2 separate regions of the Sus scrofa genome follow, and region 2 is linked to region 1. The links are chromatin contacts, called in public Hi-C maps. All regions are on one chromosome and are shown on one strand. The core of a region is the stretch at or near the end of the contact, and the rest is flanking DNA. Distances in the headings are between cores, read along the strand shown.

Region 1 (4,659 bases), core at 1,528-4,027:
GCCTGGGGTCTATTGCGTTGGGCAGAATTATTCTTATTTGTCTTTTTAGGGCTGCATGGCATATGGAGGCTCCCAGGCTAGGAGGGGTCTAATCGGAGCTGTAGCTGCCAGCCTATGCCATAGCTCATGGCAACACCGGATCCTCAACCCACTGAGCAAGGCCAGGGATCGAACCTGCCTCCTCATGGATGCTAGTCATATTCATTTCTGCTAAGCCATGATGGGAACTCCCAGAATTATCTTAAGAAGAGTCACAGCTCTGATCACTTTGCATTTCTGCTCAAATACCTTTCATGAATCTCCACAGTCTATGTGTACAAAAGTTTTTCCAAAATGTTCTAGCAAAGCAGTGAAGGCCTTAAACTGTCTTATATTGCTATACCTTTCCAATCCTATCTCCCCAATCATAAAGGATTTAGAGGAACCAGCACACATTCACATAACAATGTGCAGAATGAATCTGAGTAAGTAGAAAGTGGACAAGTTTAATGAGAAGCCATGAAATAGTTTGAATGTCACAATAAGAAAGTGAGTCCAGTTCACAGCTACTTCAGCAGAAAAAGAGGGCCGGATTCAAGACATATTTCTAAGGCAGATGAAAAAGATACCAAGTAGGATGAGTGGTAAGGAAGAAAGGAGAATTAAGGATAACATGCACATTTTTAGCTTGGAGAATTGCTGAACCATTATTTACAGATACAGAAGACAGAGCAGGCTTCAAAGGTAAGAACAGTGTGTATGCAGTATGTGAGAAATTTAGTATTAGATGTGCTTCATTTAAGATGTATATAGGGTTAGAGTTCCTGCTGTGGTGCAACTGGATTGGCAGTGTCTTGGAAGCACTGGAACCTAAGGTTAGATCCCTGGCACAGTGGATTAAGGATCCGAGGCAGTTGCGGCTTAGATCACAGCTACGGCTCAGATATGATCCCTAGCCTGGGAACTCCATATGCTGTCAGAAGGCCAAAAAAAAAACAGGAAACAAAAACAAAAGAAGATGTATATAGTGTAGCATTGCACCTTAGACAGAGGTAAGGATTTGGGAGTCATTGCCATAGAGCTAGCTGCTAATGAAACATCAGAGAACAAAGATAACGAAGGTTAAAATGACCTTCGAGCATTCCCCAGTTATTTTTCATCTTTTAAGACATTTATATTTTGCTTAAAGCTAACTGTATACCTGTTGGGTCTCTCAACCCTCACTATAAGATTTCTCAAATAAGGAGCTCTGGGTGTTTTAGGGAGAGAAAAGTCAACTCTATTAGTTCAGGGGAGAGGCGGTCTGAACCAAGACCTGGTGTTCAGTCTATGACCATTTAATTCTTTTTTTTTTTCTTTCTTTCTTTTTGGGACCGCACCTGCTTCAATTGCAAGTACCCAGGCTGGGGGGCTAATCAGACCTGCAGATGCAGGCCTATGCCACAGCCAGAGAAACACTGGATACAAACTACATCTGTGACCTACACCACGGCTGTCGGCAATGCTGGATCCTTAACCCACTGAGCAAGGCCAGGGATGGAACCCATATCCTCATGGATACTAGCAGGGTTCTTAAGTCACTGAGCCACAATGGGAACCCCCAATTTTTTTTTTTTAATCTTTTTTTTTTTTTGGTCTTCTTTTTTGTCTTTTCTAGGGTTGAACTTGCGGCATATAGAGGCTCCCAGGATAGGGGTCTAATCGGAGCTGTAGCTGCCAGCCTACGCCAGAGCCACAGCAATGTGGGATCCAAGCCGCATCTTCAACCTATTATCACAGATCAAGGCAAAACGCTGGATTGTTAACCCACTGAGCAAGGCCAGGGATCAAACCTGCAACCTCATGGTTCCTAGTCAGATTTGTTAACCACTGAGCCAGGATGGGTACTCCTGTTTTAAATCTTTTAAGACAAATTATAGTGACAATCAAGTGGCTTAGGTGAACTGGAGCACTTCCAGTAGGTTTAAATAGAGTTACATACTCCCCAATTTGTTTTTCTAAGTTTATTGTGTTTTCACTGTAAAATAACTCCAAATTCTTTACATTTACTATTGTTTTAAATTAACACACAAGAAAGGTAAAAAGGCAAATTCACACACACACACACAAAAAAAAATTCAGAGAAAATTATGACTACATCTCTCCAGATTTCTATGCAGTTTGGGTTAAACTTTTTCAATCATACTGTACAACTTCACATTACGACTTTCCACCTCACACTGCATATTAGCATTTCTTATTTAAAAGTTTTATAAATTACTTTTAGAAGCCACTTAATATTCACTTTCCCAAACTGCTGAAGCAATTCCATAATTTTTTCTTACTTGTGAAATACCTGGTTATAGTTATAGCCAACGTTATCCTTTTATAAATACCGCTGGAATAAAAGTGTTTATGCATAAAGCATATCATTCATTTTGAAGGGCTTTCTTAGGACAGATCCCAGAAGTGTTAGTCGAGAATCACAGAGAATATATTCTCAGGTCTAAACCCACCCCCTGCTCATCCGCATCCACCAGTCCTTCTCACGTGCCCCTCCAGCAATCTCCCCACACCTGTAACACATCCTTTCCTCCCCGGTCCCCCAAAGTGCGGGTCCTTCCACCTCTCTCCCCGCCCACCTACAGCCTCCCCACACAGGCCAGGCCCTGGATCAGTGGAGGCAAAATACCTCTGGTCTCACCGCCCCACAGAAAGTCGCTCTCCCCAGGGGCGCCCAGGTCCACAGACCGCGGATCCGACTCCCTGAGCCGGTACCGGAAGCACCGCTCGCAAGCCCCTGATAGGTGAGCGGTGGCTGGGCAAGCGCAGCAACGACCCATCTCTATTGGCTGTTCTTTGTGTCCTGTTAGGAGAGGGTCCTTCCCACTGGCCAATAAGCTCCGGCTTTGCCGCACGGACTTCTGGGAGTTGTATTCACGGTGCAGACCACCGACGGTAAGCCTGCCACAATTCCGTGAGAGGTTTAGCGCTTTCCCTCATTTTCCCATCGGGTCTTTTAGTCTAAGAAGGCGTCTGGGCGCTCTACAGTCAACACGGTTTTTTAACCTTTTTTTTGGGGGGGTGGAGGAAGGGGGTTGAGAAGGAGTTGAGGACCTCTTTAAAATATGATAAAATCGCCTCAGAGCAAGTGTTCTCGTCCATACACCAAATAGTGGCATTTAACTGAAGCCGCTTCGTGGACCTGTCCCAATTACAAACCCCTGTTTCTACACTAACCGCAAAAGTGCCTGCCCATGGCCACAGCTCAAGGAGATTCCCTGGGAGATTCTGGGCCACACTTTGGAAATTCAGATCCTGACTCTCACAGTACAGTTGACCATCATGTTTCTTGAACAACACTGGCAGTCCTCCTTCAGGGATGCTGATAACCTGACGTCTCTGCCCTAACCATCTGGGAGAGTTGGGGAGGGGATATGTGGAAGAACAATACCTCTAGGGCCCACATCTGATTTGCTCAGGCTTTTCTCCTCCTGTTTATCTTCCAGCGCCACTTGTCGCTGTCATGTTAATTTCTGCAACAGTGCAGAGAAGAATGGGGGGGCGGGAGAAAATTTAAAGTCCAATACATTTGTCAAGCAAATGCTACCTCCTCCAAAAAATAATATTTCCGGATTCCTGGATCTCCTATGGGTGGAGGTGAAGGGCCCAGCGTGGAGGAGGAGCTCAAGGTACAACTTACTCATCATTCATTCATTCATCCCACAGCACGAATCACTCCACGCTGTAACTGTGTGTGTCTCCATCTGTCACAGATTCAATTCTTCAAGGAAGCGATTCTGTCTTAATTCAGTTGGTATCCCCAGGGCACAGTTCTCGGTCTTGAAAGGTGGGAACCCACCTATGCGTGGGTCAGAATTATTCGAGATGGAGAATGGGGGTTTAGGGTGGGTGGGGAAAGGTCAGTAATGATTGGTTTCTTCTCCCCCCCACCCCCAGTCCCCAGCCCCCAGCTTGTCCCTACAGCCTAGATGGGACCATCCTCTCTGGTCCTTCCATAACGTTCTGAATTCTACGGCAGTGAACATGTCTAATTAAAATGTTGGTTTGTTGCCAACCTTTCCCCTCCCCCTCCAGTCTATGAGACCGGGTTGACTCCCGGAGCTTAACACAGAGTAGGTGCTAGATAAACATGTGTTAAACAGATGGATGCATAAATGGATAGATGGATAGATAGCTGGATGGGTGGATGGATGGATGGGTGGGTGGATGTGCTAGTATCTGCTTGCTTCCTTCGACATTCTCCCCAGTCGGTGGGTTAAAGCACATTAGCCTGGTCAAGCTGCCGAGCAGCCGCGTCAGGGTCCCTTCCCCGGGGCCCCGCCCTGGTCGACCCCACCTTTCCGCGCCGCTCCGCCCCGCCGCCCCCTTCCCGGTGGCCCCTCCCCGCGCAGGTCCCGACTCCAGCCGCACCTCCTCCGACTCTGCAGTGGCGGCGGGGGAGGCGAGCCGGAGCGCCAGCGGGCCAGGGCCGGAGCCGAGCCGGGGTCGGGGCAACAGCAGGGACCCTCGGAGGCGGGGCCAGTGGGACCGCGATGGGCGTGGAGATCGAGACCATTTCCCCGGGAGACGGTACCGGGTGGCGGAGCCGGGGGAGGAGGAGGGGTCTCGGGGCGGAGCCCGGCGGGCGGGGGGCAGATTCCGAGGTGGCGCGGAGGGTGCTGAACAGGGGAAGCGGGC
Region 2 (4,659 bases), core at 863-3,362, 78 kb before region 1:
TGTAGGCTGGTGGCTACAGCTCCGATTCTACTCCTAGTCTGGGAACCTCTATATGCCGCGAGAGTGGCCCAAGAAAATGACAAAAAGACAAAAAAAAAAAAAAAAAAAAGAAGTAATCAATGTATTCAGCAAAGATGCTGGATAAAGGACCAACACACAAAAATCAGCAGTTATTTCTATACAGAAATGAGGGGGAAAAAAATCCCAAAAGAAATTAAGAAAGCAATTCCTTTTACCACAGTGATTCCTTTTCTCAAAAAAGAATACTTAGAATAAATTTAACCAAGGAGGCACAAGACTTGCACACTGAAAACTACAAAACAAAAACCTAAGTAAATGGAAAGATGTTCATGTTCAGAGATCAAAAAAAACCTTAACATTGTTAAGATGTCAATACGCCTCAAACTAACCTACCCATTGCAATCCAGTGCAATTCCTATCAAAACCCAAGTGCCTTTTTTCTTTTTTACAGAAAAGGTAGAGCTGTTCCTAAATTGCAAGGAACCTAAAATAACCAAAAATATCTTTAGAGAAAAAAACATTTGGAGGACTCACACTTTCTGATTTCAAGACCTACTACAGAAGCTACGGTAATCAAAACGTTATGGTACTGCATAAGGATAGGGCATAAAGGTAACAAGAATTTTGAGTCCAGAAATGAACTAATACATCTGCAGCCATTTGATTTTTGACAAGAATGCTCTCTTTATCAAATTGTGCCAGGACCAAAAAAAAAAAAAAAAAAAAGAGGAGGAGGAAGAGGCAACACTTAAAAGCCATCCATAGAAAAGTCTTTTGCCCTAAGGAATCAAACTCCTTATTGGGAGCTTCAATAGACAAGTTTCTAGAGAATTGGCTGAAAGTTGAACTCACCACAGGATTCCGGAATTGCACAACTGAAAGACAAGTTCCAAAGATTCACAGGGTGCCTTTACTTAGGTGGGAATGGCAGGGGTCCTTAGGTGAGGTCCAATATCAATTTGAATTCCAGCACTAAAAACTGTCAAGTAAGAACAAAAACTGATTTAGGCAAATTAAGAATATATTTGAAAGGATTATTCCAAGGAGGGTGGGGCGAGGGTGGGATGGGGGTGGGAAGAGACTATAAAAATACTGCTGGAGTACAATTACAATTGGGAGAATATCCAATTATACGCAAATAAATAAACTTTGGGTTTAGATAAAGACTTTATTGGATAGGATTATGCCGAAAAAAGGAAAAGGAAGTACTGCAATGGGGGGGGGTGAGGGACAAACCTTGTTAGAGGGGAGCTCTGTGACCATGACCCTGAGATCAGCAACTGTGGAAAAAACTGGGTGTGGTGCACAGTGGGACAGACAGGTGGAGATAGCAGTGATAACACAGACGATCAGTGTTTTGCATGGAACTCAGCCTATTTTAATGAGCGGTGGTGAAGGAGGGTTTGTATGCTGGATTAGGCTGAGGGTGGGTCAAAGTTTAGGAGCCTGGAGGAAGGAGAGAACCTTAACTTTGGTCAAATCCAGGGAGCCAGTGGGGGAAAAAATGTAATCGTAATGTATACATGTAAGGATAACCTGACCCCCTTGCTGTACAGTGGGAAAATAAAATAAAAAAAATTATTAAAAAAAAAAAATCCAGGGAGCCAGTATTTTGTCCAGACTGGTTAGTGAGTATAAGCAGTTCAGCTAATCCTTTGTGAAGCAAAAAGAATGGGGATTTGGAGGGTCTCTGTCAGGCCTCGTCCAAGGTAAACAAGGGGGTATCCGTGAGTCTTATCTAAATCACAACGGGGAAGGGAGGCTCCTCGCTGTCAAGCCTTTCAGGAACGTGGAAAGGTGGGGGGATTTCTTTAACCGTGGCTTTCCAGAATCACTGGACTCAGGGAAAGTTCAACATGGTCCGAATACAGAGAAATCTCTCCGCGGATTCAACCAGAAGCTGAAGAGGTAGACAGGTAAGTTGATGCTGAGTTCTCGGGTGAGCCCACGCCTAGCTCCCTGCATTTTCCGAGCAGGGTGAAGAGGCCACCACCAGCAGCGCCCGCAGCAAGGAGGCGGCCGCCATGAGGGCGGTAACGCTGAGGACCGACGCGGCCGCTGCCGCCGGCCCCGCCCCCCGCGCGCGCCCCCGCGGCCGGTGCGCGCGCCCGGGTCTGCGCAGCACCGGCCTCGGCGCGATCTCAGAGCTCAGCTGCCGGCTGCGGTGACCGTGGGAGGCAGGAGGGGGCCCAGCGGAGCGGCTGCCGAGCCTGAGAGGATCTGGGGGCGGCGGTGCTTCCTGTCTGAGTGGCTCCAGCCCAGCGGCAGGGGCGGCGGCGGCGCCCGCGGCCCCTGAGCGAATTGAGGAGGCCGCGAGGCGACGGCGCGGCGCGGCCCCCTCCAGCGGCCGCGCCCGGAGGTGAGTTTTCAGGGGCCGCGCCGCGTTCGGCCGGGTGAGGGGCGTAGGCGGGCGGGCGGGCGTTTCCCCAGCGGGGCGCCGGGGATCCTGGGGCCGCCCAAGCCGCGGGGCCCTTTCCTTGTCTCGGTTTCGGAGTCCGTGTCTGCGACCCCGAAAGGGCGGCCTGGGCGGGACTCCTGCCCAGCGCAGGTGAGGCGCGGCTCTGGGCCTGCGGTCTGCGCGTCTTCCCGAGCGGCCGACTGCGGGCAAGCGCAGCGCTTTGAAACTTCCAGTTCAGTTCTCAGAATGCAAACGCACAGTACAGAAATGCAAAGCGTGCCTGTTTGGGGCGAACATTCCTTAGGTAACCTCAATACGTGGCTCCCGCAACCTACGTTTTATGGTGTAGGCTTGCTCTTCGTTGTTTTCACATCTTTTTTTTTTTCCTATGTATCCATTTTTCTGGTTGTTTGAAGTTACTTGTTAGCAATAAGGGACGTTAGTGTGGCATCCAGCGTTGGTTACTCTGTACTTAATGTGAGATCATTGAAAATAAAACGTAGAAAATTGACAGTCTGTATTTATGTCGACGTGGAACTGTTACATATGACAGGTTGTGAACGACGTGAAAACCAGCTTCCTTGTTTCACAGTCGTGGCTTAAGTGTTCTGAGAGCTGTTCATAAGGTTTTTATTTATATTTTAGTTTAAATGTGAAAAACTCTTTAAAAAAAGTTGATCTTGTGACTTCTAAATATGTTGTAAGTCATTATTTTAAATTTAATTTTTTGGAGTAAAGTTAATTTACAATGTTGTATTAGTTTCAGGTGTACAGAACCAGTCATAGAAAAGTCCATTCTCTTTTCCTATATAGGTTATTTCAAACTATTGAGTAGATTTTCCTGTTCTACACAGTAGGTTCTCGTTAATGATGTGTTTTATACAGTACTATGTATCATGTAGATTTAGAAAGCAATTAAATCCGATGAATAAAGTTAGATCTAGGAATTGGTGAAATCCAAAAATGAGTAAGATTTGTGTGCAGGATGGAGAAAGTGATTAAGCACACAAATAATAATGATGCAAGACAGAATATGGTATTTGTTAATTATGTATTGAGCACTGACTCTTAACCTTGGCATGTGGTAAATACTATACATGTATACTTAATATTTAATGTTAATTACTTAGTTTTTCATTCATTTAGTACGTATTGTGTGTTGAGGTAAGAATATGTGGGTGATGATTATAGGTTTTGCCTTTAAGGACTCTACATTGTCATTGGAGGAAACAAGGTAAACAAATAATCCCACAAGTAAATGCCAGTCAACCTAGAGAGAAGGTAAAAAGGAAGAATGTAGGGTGTTATGAGAGTATGTAACCAGGGTACCTATCCCAGCTGAAGAAATCAGTTGTTTTTTCCTCGGAAAGGAATCTTTGAGCTTAGTTATTAAGGATAAGTAGGAATTGGGTGACTCCCAGAAAAGGTTCAGGCAAAGGAAATCAGTTCCACAGAGGCTTGGGAAGATTGGGGGAACTGAATGGCAAAGCAGTTGGATTGAGTGTAGAAAGCAAAAGGGGCCTGTAGTTAGGGCCAGAGAGATTATGTGCGTCCTTCATACAATGTTAAAGATTTGGGACCAGCTTTTTTTTTTTTTTTCCTCCCTTTTTTAAACTTTTATGGGGAAATTTTCAAACCACTCAAATGTAGTTAAGAGAACATTGCAGTGAACTCCCCTTTAATTTTATCCAGAGGATGTAGACCTTATTTGAAGAGTAATGGGAGGTCACTAAAGGGTTTTAAACAGGAAAGCCCCATAATCAAGTTTGTATCTTAATCAAAAAGGTCACCGTGACTCCTCTGCAAATTGGATGGGGACAAGAATGGATGTGGGGAAACGCCCTAGAGATGATAGTTGGGATTAGGATTGTGGCTATGAAGGTAGGGCAGATTTTTAAGAGTACGTACTTAATCTCTCCCTGCTGTGTTAGTAATTCTGTATTCATGCCTTTTGGAGGAATTGTGAAAGGTTTTCTAAAGCAGTATTTGAGATGGATTTTGCAAGGTAAATAGCATTTCATAATGGAACCCTGGAGTGAGCATGTCATGGTGTCAAAGGCTGGCTAGCTCAGCAATCTTGATTGTTTCTGCAGAAGTTTCCCCTTTCTCCTAAGATTTTTGCATTTAAAATACTTTTGTTACTCAGCCATAAAAAAAAATAAAATAAAATAATGCCATTTGCAGCAAGATGGATGTAACTAGAGACTCATACTAAGTCAGACAGAGAAAGACAAATACCG

What was found. A called contact is a pair of places that touch in the nucleus more often than the background predicts.
Region 2: a contact with region 1 is called in a Hi-C map of skeletal muscle, with 2.8 times the contacts expected there. The contact joins the promoter of UBXN2A here to the promoter of WDCP in region 1. A contact is called at or near these places in 2 of 5 promoter capture datasets (both in liver), 8 of 47 Hi-C or Micro-C datasets (brain, embryonic fibroblasts, fetal heart ventricle and 3 more) and 2 of 2 datasets of contacts at active chromatin or transcription factors (alveolar macrophages and skeletal muscle).

Annotation. Positions count from the first base shown.
Region 1 is chr3:114,634,375-114,639,033 of Sscrofa11.1, reverse strand. WDCP (WD repeat and coiled-coil-containing protein) reads right to left here and starts at 2,777. Exons shown (of 4, transcript XR_002342822.1): 1 at 2,651-2,777. FKBP1B (peptidyl-prolyl cis-trans isomerase FKBP1B) reads left to right here and starts at 2,834. Exons shown (of 4, transcript XM_021087779.1): 1 at 2,834-2,916.
Region 2 is chr3:114,711,638-114,716,296 of Sscrofa11.1, reverse strand. UBXN2A (UBX domain-containing protein 2A) reads left to right here and starts at 2,112. Exons shown (of 7, transcript XM_003125368.6): 1 at 2,112-2,380.